Linked DNA regions of Capra hircus: region 2 is linked to region 1. The links are chromatin contacts, called in public Hi-C maps. All regions are on one chromosome and are shown on one strand. Each heading gives the region's core, a stretch centred on a gene start, on an enhancer-like site or on the middle of the called end of the contact. The rest is flanking DNA. Distances are from core to core; before and after follow the strand shown. Region 1 overlaps KIAA1755. Region 2 holds the start of BPI (bactericidal/permeability-increasing protein).

Region 1 (6,079 bases), core at 1,721-4,220:
CTAAGTGCCTGGCACCAAAAAACCCATTTAGTCTTCACACAAGCCTCTAGGGCAGGAACTACTGTGCTCCCATTTTATAGAGGAAGTGGAGGCACAGAAAGGTTAAGAACCTTGCCCAAGGCCTCATAGCTAGCAAGTGGTAAAGCCAGGCTGAAGTGGGACCCAGAGAAGATGGCCTCCAACCCTGCCATCTCACCCCTCCTACTGTTCCCTCCCCCACTATACCCCAGTGGCCTGGGAGTAGGTCAGACCTGTCCTCTGTCTTTTTCCCTCTCATTTCCAGCATGAGTGGTTCTCAAACTGTGGTCCCTGGACCAGCAGCATCAGCCTCACCTGGGAACCTGTTAGAAATGTGCGCTCTCATGACCCACCCCAGAAAAACTAAACCAGAAACTTGGGGGGAGGGCTCAACCGCCTGGATTAAAAAAATAATAATTCTCTTGATGTGGACCATTTTAAGATTCTTTATTGAATTTGTCACAGTATTTCTTCTAGTTTACATTTTGGTTTTTTGGCCGAGAGGCATGTAGAATCTTAACTCCTCGACCAAGGATCAGACAGACCTGCATCCCCTGCATTGGAAGGCAAAGTCTTAACCACTGGCCCACCAGGAAAGTCCTGCAGCCTGGATTTTAACTGGCTTTCCAGGTGATTCTGATGCAGCTAACGTTTGAGAACCACCAGCCTGCATGTCCTCCTGGTGGGTGGAGGGGAGTGGTGTCCTCTTCGCAGGCTGACACCCCCACTCTGGGCCTCCTGTCCTGCAGAAGCTGGATCCTTTCCTTGTTGACCTTCGCCAGGCCTCCTGCCTGCTAAAGGCTTCCATCGAGGAGTTTGAGAAGGGTGAGCCCCCTGGAGGGGTGCAGGTGAGCCAGGGGCCAGAAGTGGGGAAACCACAACACACCCCGGATTCCATGGACCAAGGGCTCAGTGAAGGGGCTTTGTTTTCATTGATTCATTCAGCTGATATTTACTGGACAGTTACTATGTGTCATGCCCTGGAGACCCAGCCTGGGGCAGATCGACTTGTCCCTGCCTTCATGGGGCTCATGGTGCAGTGTGAGAGGTCATTAAAAAAAAAAAAAAGTAAATAGAAATGGACATTTCACTACAAGTGATGCTAAAGGCTGTGAAAGTAAGATTGAGAGTAATGGGGAAGGAGGGTATTGAAGCTGAGCCTTGAAGGATGAGATGGAACCCTGGGAACAGGAACAGGACTGTGCTCCAGGTGGAGGGCAATCATGTTCAAAGCCCTGAGGTGGGGCTGTGCTTGGTATATTTGAGCAAGGAGGCCAGTGTGGAACAAAGTAGGGGAAAAGGAGGAGACCTGCTAGGTCCACAACTGTATCAGGGAGAAGCTGAGTTGGGATTTGATTCTAAATGGAAAGGGAAGCCGCTGGACAGTTCTAAGCAGCAGTGGGATGATCAAATGGGCCCTTTGAGATCTGTCTGGTTGCCATACAGAGAACAGACTACAGAGGGAGCCAGGGTGCTGTGGGGAAATCAGCGGAGCCCTGGGATGGATGTCCCAGAAAGAGATGATGGTGCTTGGACCAGTGAGGTTGCCATGGTGATGAGAGGAAGCTTGGTTTGAGGAGATGTTTTAGAGATAGAAAGGATGGACTTTCCGTAAGACCTTGAATACCAGTTGGGTATTCAAGGGGAGTCAGGCAGAATCAGGGAGTGGGGAGCCCTGGAAGGTTATAGGAGAGTGGGAACTGAGCCTCAGGCTACTTCCCTACCCTGGCAGGAGGCCTCCAGGTGTCTGAACAAGTCCAAGGAGCTGATGGAGGCCGTGCTAAGGGACCCAGGCCTGATGAGCCTCCAGCGGGAAGGCGGAGCCACCCTGGCCAGGCTGAGACAGGAGGGCAGCAGGCTGAACTTCAACCCGGACGTCAGGTATGGGCACCAGGCTTTTCCACCCCTACTGCATCTTGTTCCCCAGGCTGGGACCCAGAGCTGGGGCCACTTTGCTGAGGGGACACATAGGGTGGGCTCTGAGGATGTCTGGGATGGGGTGTTTGCAGTGCCCATACCCCAAGCTGAGGCTTCTACCTTGGCAAGTCCCTTCTTTGTGACCCTCCTAAGCCCAGACATTGGAGGACAAGCTCCCCCGCTTCCGGTGACCATCATCAACCAAGCACCATCTTTGACCTAAACCCTGGGCTGAGGGCCTTCAAGAGCTTGTCTCTTTTTCCTAAGATTACATGAGGCCCACATCCTCCTAAATGGATGATGTGGGTGATGTGGCTGATGGATGCTGAGGCTGAGCGAAGGGAAGTAAGAGCCAGGCTTTGTGAACACTAACCCCTGAACTGCCCTGCCTTCCCTGGCAGGGGCCTGAGAGAACTTCACGGTCTCAGAACCACAGAGCGAACAGTGCACATTCCTAGAAAGTACCAATTTTCTTAAAGTTAGGGATGGGGTGGGGTGCAAATCAGCAATTAAATCAGCCAGCAATTGTAAAAATTTTGTCTCTGTTAGAATGAGCACAATTACAAAGTTTGCGTAATCTTCCAAGAATGTTTTGGTTATTTAACCAACCCCAAATAGCACTTAGTATGAGCACAGCATTGTTCTAAGGGCCTCAAGAATGTCAACATGTTTAATTCCCACCCACAAAGTGGATCCTAGTACCGTCCTCATTTTACAGTGGAAGAGCCTGAAGCTCGGAGAGAGGATAAGTGACTTGCCCAAGGTCATGCAGCCAGGACTTAAACCCAGGCAGCCTGGCCCAGAATCTTGAACACACCACCCTGAACTGTGCCCACAGACAGATTCATGCAGATGTGAGCGCTGGACAGCAGCTCCTGGAGGTGGAGTCATCTCCCTGCCCCTCACATGGCCTGGTGGGGCTGGCACTGCCTTTCCCAGGACGCCGCTGCCTGACTGGTTGGGCTCCAGGGCCCCTTTGTTTCGCCATAGGCCCATCCAGACCGCTGGCCACCAGCAGTTCCACGAGGGGGCGCTGTGGTCCCACGTGAGCCACTCTGCGTGTTGGTTCTGCAGCTCCTGCCTGTCCCCAGCTTCCTCCCGCCCTTTGCCAGACAGCCTGGCATTTTCCATCCTGTTCACTCACCCGGGGCGCTCACCCATTCCCTGGAAAGGCAGTGACCCGTGGGAAGGTGCGGTCAGATGAGGCTCCCTCCAGGAAAATGGACTCTCCTTCCCTCTCCTCTTTTACTTTTTCCTTCTAAAGGATCGCTAGGGCAGAGGAGGGTGCAACCACCTTGTGAAGTGGGTTCTGTTACAGAAACGGAGATGCGGAAAGGGTGAGGAATTTACATAAGCTCCTCTTACTGGAAGGTAGCAGGCCTGGGGTGTGAACCCAGATCTGTCCAGCTCGGCTCCTACCTTCCTAGGGAAAGACAGGGTCATTTGGTTTCCTGCTGTGGCCTCTGGTCCTCCCAGTCCCCCGGAAGGCCGAGGCTGAGGCCCAGAGAGGTGTGGGGACCTGCCCAAGGTCACACAGCAAGTCAGCAGCTGAAGCACCCAGGCCAAGGCCACAGAGTTGAAGGGAGTTAGGGAGGCAGGCCTATGCTGGGCAGGAGTGCAGGGAGTGGGGGCCAAGGGATCAACATCTTGGGTTTTTCTCACCCTCCGTGGCTTCCCAGGAGCCATCTGGCCGAAGCTGCCGCCCTCTACAGCCTTGTGGATGAGCAGCTGCACATCCTGGCCACTGTGTCCAACCACCTCCTGAGAAGGCTGGAGCTCCGTGTCCGTCTGGGCCGCCTGGAAGCTGCCATCCACCAGGTGAGAGAGGGGAAGGAGGAGGCTGGCCCAGGGACCTGAGGGTGGAAGTGGGGCTCCTGCCGCTCCAGGCCCTGCCCCAGCCAGGCGCTTTGCTCTGGTATAAAGATACCAGGTTGGCATTTCTTGGAGAGCCAGGTAGGGGTTCTTGGAGCACACGACATGCACTCCGTAAGGGTGCTTGGTGACTGAGGACATAGCTCGAGATGCTACTTTTATTTTATGTATATAATTTTGTATATTTGTTTATTTATGGCTGTGCACGGGTTTTTCTCCAGTTGCGGCGAGCGGGAGCTACTCTAGTTACGATGCACAGGCGTCTCATGATGGTGGCTTCTCCTATTGCTGGTTCTAGGTTTGCTGGGCTCAGTAGTTGCAGCTCCTAGGCTCTAAAGCACAGGCTCATTAGTTGTGATGCACAGGCTTCGTTGCTCTGAAGCACATGGGATCTTCCCCAACCAGGGATCAAACCTGTGTCTCCTGCATTGGCAGGGAGTTTCTTTACCGGTGAGCCATCAGGGAGCCCCCCAGAAGCTGCATTTCTTAAATACCAGCTTTGCCCCAAGCCCTGGGCTGGAGCCTTTGTGACCATCACCACTTTTCAACCTCATCCCTTACCAGCGACATAGGCAAGACTTTAGGATTTCGCCTACTCACTGATGAGGAAACGGAGTCTGGGAGACGTTACGTCACCTGCCCTTGTCGCACACCTGGGGGTCTGATCCTGGAGCGCACACTGGGCACCATCCTGTCCAAATGCCGGTGCCTAGAGCCACCACCTCCCTGCATGCTCGGGGTCGTGGAGCACAGGGTGCCTGGAGCCAGACGGCTTGGGTTCCAGTACCGGCTCCAGCACTTACTAGTGGTGTGATCTAGACAAGGTACTTAATTATTCAGTGCCTAGGTTTCCTCATCTGTTAAATGAGGGATAAAATTAGTGGCCACATGGGACTTTGTGAGGATAAAGTAGGTGAGTATGTGCCCTTTAGGACACCCCAGAATATAAAGAGGACTCGTGGGATCGAGAGCCATTTTACCCCATCTGTCCCTCATTGAATCCTCATGTCTCCAGAATTATAGGGGGGTGTTTCAGGCCAGGTCAGTGGGCCCCCAAATGACTGAGGATAAGACCTCAGCCTCTCACGAAAGCAGGAGGCTGGCCAAGGGATGTTTCCTCAGTAGTCCCTCACATCCAAACCTCCCTCCCTGCTCCAGGTCAGCCACTGGATGGAGCAGGAAGGAAGCCAGTGCCTGCAAGTGCTGACCCCCAAGGACGGAAGCTTGGAGACAGTGGAGAAAGCCCACGCAGAGTTCGAGGACTTCTTCCTTCAGGCTGCGGTGCGTTCCTGAGACTGAGGGACAGGATGGGAGCAGATGGAGAGGACCAGAGCAGGGTGGGGGTGGCACTGCTGGGAAAAGGTGCCAAGGTGGAGAAGTACTAGAAAGCTGCTCGAGACAGTGGGGGAAGCAGCTTGGATCACAAAGGGTTCGGCTTAGATACCGTCTCCTCCAGGAAGCCTTCCCTGACTACCCAGTCCAAAGATAACCAGTCTCAGAATCCCTGATGGATTTCTTAAACTACAGATTCCAGAGTCCTACTCTAGTCCTACTGAATCAGCCTGGGAGGCGGGGGGAGTCTGCCTCCTCGATGTGCTGGGCCCTGGGGCCCAGGGCAATTCAGCCCCTGTTTTAACCTTCAGGGAACTTTCAGGCCAGTTTTGTTTTGTTTTGTTTTCGGAGGGTGGGTTGGAGGGGCAACAGGGAAATAGTCAGAAAGGGAACACCATGGTGACATAGATGAGAAGCCTCTAACTCAGACTCTGGGGTCAGGGAATTTTTCCAGAAGAAGGTGACACTAAGTAGAGTCTCAGTGGGCAAAGTGAACCCCGGGTTCCCATTTTATAGATGAGGAAACTGAGACTCAGGAAGTCTCATATCTTGGTAGAGAGGCTGGAGCTGAGTGGACACCCTTCCCTCCCCGCTCAGGCCCAGTACCGCCGCGGCCTGGAGCTGTGCAAGCAGGCGGCCCAGCTGGCAGCAGCAGCCAGGGCTGGGGAGGCAGGAGGGACCGAGCTCCCAGAGCTGGCAGCCTTTGCCTTCACCCAGCGGGCTTTCCAGGCGAAGCTGACCCACTTCTACATGGCAGCCGAGCGGCAACGCACAGACCTGGAGACACTGCTCCACCTGCACCACTTCTGCAAGAAGGTGAGCCTTCCAGCATAGGCTTCCCACCCCTGCCCCCAGCGCCTGGAAGGAGGGGTGGGGCAGGAGCGGCTGGACACAGCGCTAGGCTCTCTTCATTCCACAGTCACTTCCATTGGAAAGAGAA
Region 2 (6,944 bases), core at 2,790-5,289, 76 kb before region 1:
TATTCCCTGGCCACAGTGATTGGTCCAGCAGTGTGTATGGACCTAAAATGGACCAATCAGAGTGAATCCTAGGAGTTTTGCTTGAGTAAGAAAATGGTGCCTTCCTCTTACAGGGCTGGGAATGCTGAGAAGATGCTGATGACCTCTGTATAGGGACATCCTACCCGAGAATTAGCCTTTCCAGAGGGAAGAGATGCTGAGAGATGGCAAGAGAAAAACAGGGTCCAGTGGTATTTGGGCCTTCCTCAAGCTGAACCTGAAGCCAGATGATTCCAGGGACATCTCAGTCCTCTGAGCCCCTACATTCTGGTTAAGGTCATTTCTGATTAGGTTTTCTGTCATAGAAACCTCACCTCCACCCCTAATCCCAGTTAACATAAGGGCTTGGCACAGAGTTTGGGGATTTATGACATCCCCTCGGGAGTCATAGTGAGTGCCTGAAAGACAGTTTGGGTGGTTTCTTCCACACGCAGCTTGGGGACTGTATCCCCTCAGAATGATGTAAACATTAGCTTTAGGATCCTCTAACCTCTCTGAGTTTAGGAATTTGTGGCTCTATGAGTCTAGGTCTTGGTGGCCCCAACGCACGACAGTCCTGAACACGGAGGACTGAGCTGGACAGGGCTTACCTGAAGAAGCTGTATTGCCCTTTCCCGAGGTATTTTATCTTAAAGTTTCCTGAGAAAGTGGGAATTGTTATCTTCTCCAACTCTTTCTGCAGAGTAAGCACTCCCTGCTGGCAGGCTGAGAGGAGAGAGAGGAAGCAGAGGTCAGAGGCATGTAGCTGGTTCATAGCAGAGATGGTGGGATTGGAAAGGTCTATAGCAGGGCTCAGTTAAAGGCTGTTGTCAATGCCCCAATAATAAATATTTTCTGTTTTTTAGATCTTACTCTCTCCGTCACAACCACTCAGCTTGGAAGTTATTGTACAAAAGCAGCCATTGACAGTAAGTCAGTAAATAGGTATGGGTTTGTTACAATAAAACTTTACTGATAGAAAATGAAATTTGAATTTCACATCAGTGTCGCTAGTGGTAAAGAACCCGCCTGCCAGTGCAAGAGACATGAGAGACGTGGGTTCAATCCCTGGGTCAGGAAGATCCCCTGGAGGAGGGCATGGCTACCCACCCCAGTATTCTTGCCTGGAGAAACCCATGGACAGAGGAGCCTGGCTAGCTGAAGTCCATGGGGTCACAAAGAGTCGGACACTGAAGACTGAAATGACTTAGCATACACAGCACACACATCATTTTCACACGGCCTGAGACAGGATTCTCCTTTTGATTTTTCTCCAGCCATTTAAAAATGTAAAAGCCATGCTTAGGCCAACTAGTTTGCCATGCTTGTTCGCCAACACTTAGTTTGAAATATCACCCGCTCCAAACACCCAGTCATGCATCCTGTGGGTGTTTATTGATATCTGCTCTGTGCTCTTCCCTCACAGACACTGTGTCTGTCTGGGTTTTGGACTCTCTCACCACAGGATCTTTGCATGCACCTTTCCCACTGCCTGGGAAACCTTTTCCTCTCATCTTCACCTGGTCAGCTTCTAGTCATCATTTCTTCTAGGAACTTTCTCTGGTTCATCAGAAGAGTGCGATCCTTCTTGTTATCATTCTCACGATGCTGTGGATATCTCTTTTGGAGCTCGCATTACCTTTTGTAATTATGCAACTATTCATGTGATTTTTCAATTAATATCTCTCTCCCCTACTAGATGTAAGCCGCCCAAGGCCAGGGACGGATGTCACAGATGTCTGCCACATTTATCACAGAGACTAGAACTTAATACCTGATGGATGACTAAATGAATGAATGTCCCCAGGGTCAGGAATTCTGCCATCCTTTATTATGTGGTTAACAGCGTCAGAGAAAGTTAGATGGCAAACAAGTTAAATGAGAAGAATAAGCGGTAAAATGATGGATCCCAGGATTTGTGTTTTTCCAAGAGCCAGTTAAGCATAGTAATAATAGCAATAGTAATAATAATAGTAACAACAACAACAACAACAACATTTATCAGGTTCTTACTCTGTTCCTGGCACAATTCTGGGCTCCATGCATGTATTAAGTTACATACGTGTAACTGAACATACGCGAATCTGAACAATCCTGGGTAGTTAGTCTGGTTGAAAAGAACTGATTTGGAACCCAGATCTCCCACACTGCAGGAAGTGTTTACCAACTGAGCCACGAGGGAAGAAGCCCAGTGGGTCTTTTAACCTCCCAATTCACAGACAAGGAAACAGACTCAGAAAGGTGACCACACAGCTGACAGCTGAGGGAGGCAGCATCTGAATTCAGGCCTTCTGTTCCCAGAGCCCGCGCCCTGGGACAGGCCTTCTGGGGGTCCAAAAGTAAACCAGGCATAGACTGGCACTGCCCAGAGAGAAATGAGACTGTGGGATGGCCACCATCAGTGGATATGCAGGGGCCAGGTCTCGAAGGATCTCTAAGGTCAAGCCCAGGATGCCTTCTGAAGGCACTCGGGAGCCGCTGAATAGTATCAGTAATGAGGGTCCTGAACCGCGCCACTGCACTTCAGGACACTCATGATGGCTGTATGGGGTGTGAGTAGAAGGCGGGACCGAGGCTGCTCTGACAGAATGTGAAGACTTTTAGGCTTAAAGGCTGAGCCCAAGTCTCTGCTCCTGGGAAGTGACCAGAGGTGCCCCAGGTCTGAGTACAGGGCAGGGGCATAATCTTTTCTCCTAGCTCACAGGGAGCCTTCCGTCTGCAACCCTGAGATTCACAGGTGTCCTGCCTGGGCTGGGGTAGGAATTCAGGGATGGAATACCAGGTGTCCTGTCCTGGGCTTTCCTGATAGCTCAATTGGTAAAGAATCCACCTGCAATTCAGGAGACCCTGATTCGATTCCTGGGTCAGGAGGATCCTCTGGAGAAGGGATAGGCTACCCACTCCAGTATTCTTGGGCTTCCCTTGTGGCTCAGCTGGTTAAGAATCCGCCTGTAATGCAGGAGTCCTGGGTTCGATCCTTGGGTTGGGAAGATCCTCTGGAGAAGGGAAAGGCTTCCCACTCCAGTATTCTGGCCTAGAGAATTCCATGGATTGTATAGTCCATGGGGTTGTAAAGAGTCGGACACGACTGAGCAACATTCACTTCACTTCACTTTGGTCCTGTCCTGATTCCCCTGGGGGTCCACCGCCCCTGAGAGCCTGCCTTCTCCTGGGTCTGATGTCGCTGGCACCAGCTGTCCCCCACTGTTCTGCAGGTCATCTCTCTGCCACCGAGAGGCAGCATTGAGCAGCCCCACGCCGATACTTCACAGACCAGAGCTCAGATCCAGGCCACCTCCTTCCCCCTCCCTTCTTCCAGTCTGTCTGCTCATCTGTAAAGGCCACTAGTAACATTTTGTGCTTTTGGCATAGTGCCTGGCACCGATCTGAGCAGGTCAGGAGGCTGCTTCATAACATTCTCTGCTGCGTCTGGGCCTGAGGGAGTGGCCTGGGGGGATCCTGTCTGTGGCACCCGGCTGGCTACTGTGCAGAGTGTGGCTGCCAAGCACCCCCGCTCCTCAAGGAGCCTAAGCTCGGCCCACGCTGAGGACTGAGCCAGGGGCTGCCAGACGAGTATCAGGGCTGAGAACCAGCTAGGAAGGAAGTGAAGGGCCCAAGCCCGAATCGGGTATTGGGTAGAGGGAGGGGGACCATGAGGGGCCTGAGCACTGGACTCAGAGTCCTCCAGACTAGGGTTCCATCCCCTCCGCTGCGGCTTCCCAGCTCTGTGACCTTGGGTAATTCACCCTGGCCCAGCTTCTTGCTCTGTAAGACAGGGTGAGAGGGCCTCCTTGAAGGAGCAGTGAGCAGGCCATACTCTGGATTAAAGGGCTGCACACAGCAGGTGCTCAGTCAGTGATGGGAAAGAAGGAAAGGAAGGCAGCCAGTTACCGTAGTCCAGGCCTTTCTGGGTGACCCTGGCCACGATGCCGGGGTTGGTCGTCGTCGTCACAGCCGTGCCCAGGGCGACCAGCACCACCAGGGTTGCCCACCTCCGCACACTGCCAGGGCCGCTGGCCATGTCTTCGTCCTGCAGAGCTGCCAAAACCTCGAGGTCCTGGAGGGGAACCAGGGACCTATAAAGGAGGCAGCTGTGGAAATGCAAGTCAGGAGAACAAGAAAGGAGGAAGGAACACGAGCAGGGCCGGAAGAGGGGTGGGCGGCCGCCTGCCTGCGGTTTCCCACTGTATGGCTGGGGCCACAGCCCCAGAACAGCCAGTGCTGAAGCCTGGGAGCCCTGTGTGTGTGTGTGTGTGTGTGTGTGTGTGTGTGTGTGTGTGTGTGTGGCATGTGTGTATGTGTGATGTGTGGTGTGTATGTATGTGTGGTGTGTGTGGTTGTGTTTGGGGTGTGTGTGTGTGGTGTGGTATGTTTTATGTATGTGTGATGTGTGTATGCATGTGTAGTGTGTGTGTGGTGTGGTGTGTGTGTGTACATATGTGGTGTGTGTATGTATATGTGGTGTGTGTGTGGTTGTGTTTGGGGTGTGTTTGTGTATGTGGTGTGGTATGTTTTATGTATGTGTGATGTGTGTATGCATGTGTGGTGTGTGTGTGGTGTGGTGTGGTGTGTGTGTATGTATATGTGGTGTGTGTATGTATATGTGGTGTGTGTGTGGTTGTGTTTGGGGTGTGTTTGTGTATGTGGTGTGGTATGTTGTATGTATGTGTGATGTGTGCATGCATGTGTGGTGTGTGTGTATGTATGTTTAGGGTGTGTGTGGTATGGTGTAAGTGTATGTATTGTGGTGTGTATGTATGTGTGGTGTATGTATGCATGTGTGATGTGTGTATGGTGTGGTGTGGTGTGTGTGGTGTGTGTGGTTGTGTTTGTTGTGTATGTATGTGATGTGTGTATTGTGTGTGTGATGTGTGTATGCATGTGGTGTGGTACGTGTGGTGTGGTGTGTGTATGCATGTGGTGTGGTGTGTGTGGTATGTGTGTGGTGTGGTGTGTGTATGCATGTGGTGTGGTGTGTGTGGTGTGGGGTGTGTGGTGTGTGTGTGGTGTGGTGTGTGTATGCATGTGGTGTGGTGTGTGTGGTATGTGTGTGGTGTGGTGTGTGTGGTATGTGTGTGGTGTGGTGTGTGTATGCATGTGGTGTGGTGTGTGTGGTATGTGTGTGGTGTGGTGTGTGTGGTGTGGTGTGTGTGGTGTGTGGTGGGTGGTGGTGTGGTGTGGTATGTGTGGTGTGGTGTGTGTGGTGTGTATGCATGTGGTGTGGTGTGTGTGGTATGTGTGTGGTGTGGTGTGTGTGTGTGTGGTGTGGTGTGGTTGTGTGTGGTGTGGTGTGTGTATGCATGTGGTGTGGTGTGTGTGGTGTGGGTGTGTGTGGATGTGTGTGTGGTGTGTGTGGTATGTGTGTGTGGTGTGGTGGTGTGTGTGGTATGTGTGTGGTGTGGTGTGTGTGGTATGTGTGTGGTGTGGTGTGTGTGGTGTGGTGTGTGTGGTATGTGTGTGGTGTGGTGTGTGTATGCGTGTGGTGTGGTGTGTGTGGTGTGGTGTGTGTGGTATGTGTGTGGTGTGGTGTGTGTATGCATGTGGTGTGGTGTGTGTGGTATGTGTGTGGTGTGGTGTGTGTGGTATGTGTGTGGTGTGGTGTGTGTGGTGTGGTGTGTGTGGTATGTGTGTGGTGTGGTGTGTGTGGTGTGGTGTGTGTGGTATGTGTGTGGTGTGGTGTGTGTATGCATGTGGTGTGGTGTGTGTGGTATGTGTGTGGTGTGGTGTGTGTATGCATGTGGTGTGGTGTGTGTGGTATGTGTGTGGTGTGGTGTGTGTGGTATGTGTGTGGTGTGGTGTGTGTGGTGTGGTGTGTGTGGTATGTGTGTGGTGTGGTGTGTGTATGCATGTGGTGTGGTGTGTGTGGTATGTGTGTGGTGTGGTGTGTGTATGCATGTGGTGTGGTGTGTGTGGTGTGGTGTGTGTGGTGTGTGTGTATGGTGTGTGTGTGTAGTATGTGTAAGTCGAGACTTCTGGCTGTGAGTGTCATTCCCTTTCCTTTCCCCCCTCCCTGAACCCTCCACCCAAATCCCTCCATCCAAGAACTTCCGGGAAGCTGGGTGGTAGAGATATCAGAGTTGATTATATTGTCTTTTTTTTATGCTCTACTGAGGTATAATTGGCAAAATTGTACACAGTTGCTCCTTGAACAGCACAAGTTTGAACTGTGCATGGGCATTTGTATACGGATTTCCTTCAGTAAATATGTACTACCGTCCTACACCACCTGTGGTTGGTTGAATCCATAGATGTGGAACCTCAGATATGATGGAACTACGTATATGCAGGTCTGACTCTTAAGTTATACTCGAATTTTCAACTGCTTGGGATGTGGGAGTCAGTACCCCTAGCCCCTGCATTGTTTAAGGGTCAAATGTACATTTAAAGTGTATAGTGTGATAATTCAATATACGTATACATTGTGAAGTGATTGCCACAACCAAACTAATTAACTCATCTCTCTCTTCACGTGGTTGTCATTTGGTATGTGTAGTGAGAATGAAGATTTACTCTCTTAACAAATTCCAGGTGTATAGTATTAACTGCAATTATCATGCTGTGCATTAGATCCCCAGAACTTACTCATTTTATGACTGAGAATTGTATTTTTCTTTCTACTTCTGATTTCTTGGTGTTTTCCACAGTAAAACCTTTAAGGAAACAGAGCCTTAAGCATTTTCTTGTCCTGAGAGGCAATAGTGGTAATAATTAAATGCTTGAATTTTGAGTTTGGTATTTTAACTGGTTTTAAAGCTCAGCTTTGCCACTCTGTGGTGGTTTGACCTTGGTCAAGCCCGTTAACCTCTCTGAACCTCGATTCCTCTTTGTAAAGTGAAGATAACCAGAGTACACCCCCCACCTTGGGTTACTGTGAAGACATAAAGGGCTTTAAATCATGTAAAGCACTTAACACAATACCCCATGCA

The links. Hi-C and Micro-C count contacts between places; a contact is called where the count stands out from the background.
Region 2: a contact with region 1 is called in a Hi-C map of liver, with 3 times the contacts expected there. The contact joins the promoter of BPI here to the enhancer-like site in region 1. A contact is called at or near these places in 3 of 5 Hi-C or Micro-C datasets (blood and liver).

What each region holds. Positions count from the first base shown.
Region 1 is chr13:66,658,717-66,664,795 of ARS1.2, reverse strand. It overlaps KIAA1755, which reads left to right. Exons shown (of 13, transcript XM_018057849.1): 8 at 768-866; 9 at 1,751-1,899; 10 at 3,615-3,753; 11 at 4,966-5,088; 12 at 5,737-5,955. Among named protein-coding and RNA genes, the nearest start is that of KIAA1755, 31 kb to the left of the region's middle. Within about 2 kb of position 2,970, at least 2 of the 5 cell types and tissues checked have an H3K27ac peak or open chromatin away from gene starts, as enhancers often do.
Region 2 is chr13:66,735,107-66,742,050 of ARS1.2, reverse strand. BPI (bactericidal/permeability-increasing protein) reads right to left here and starts at 4,039. Exons shown (of 15, transcript NM_001314172.1): 1 at 3,910-4,039; 2 at 630-744. The coding sequence starts at 4,039.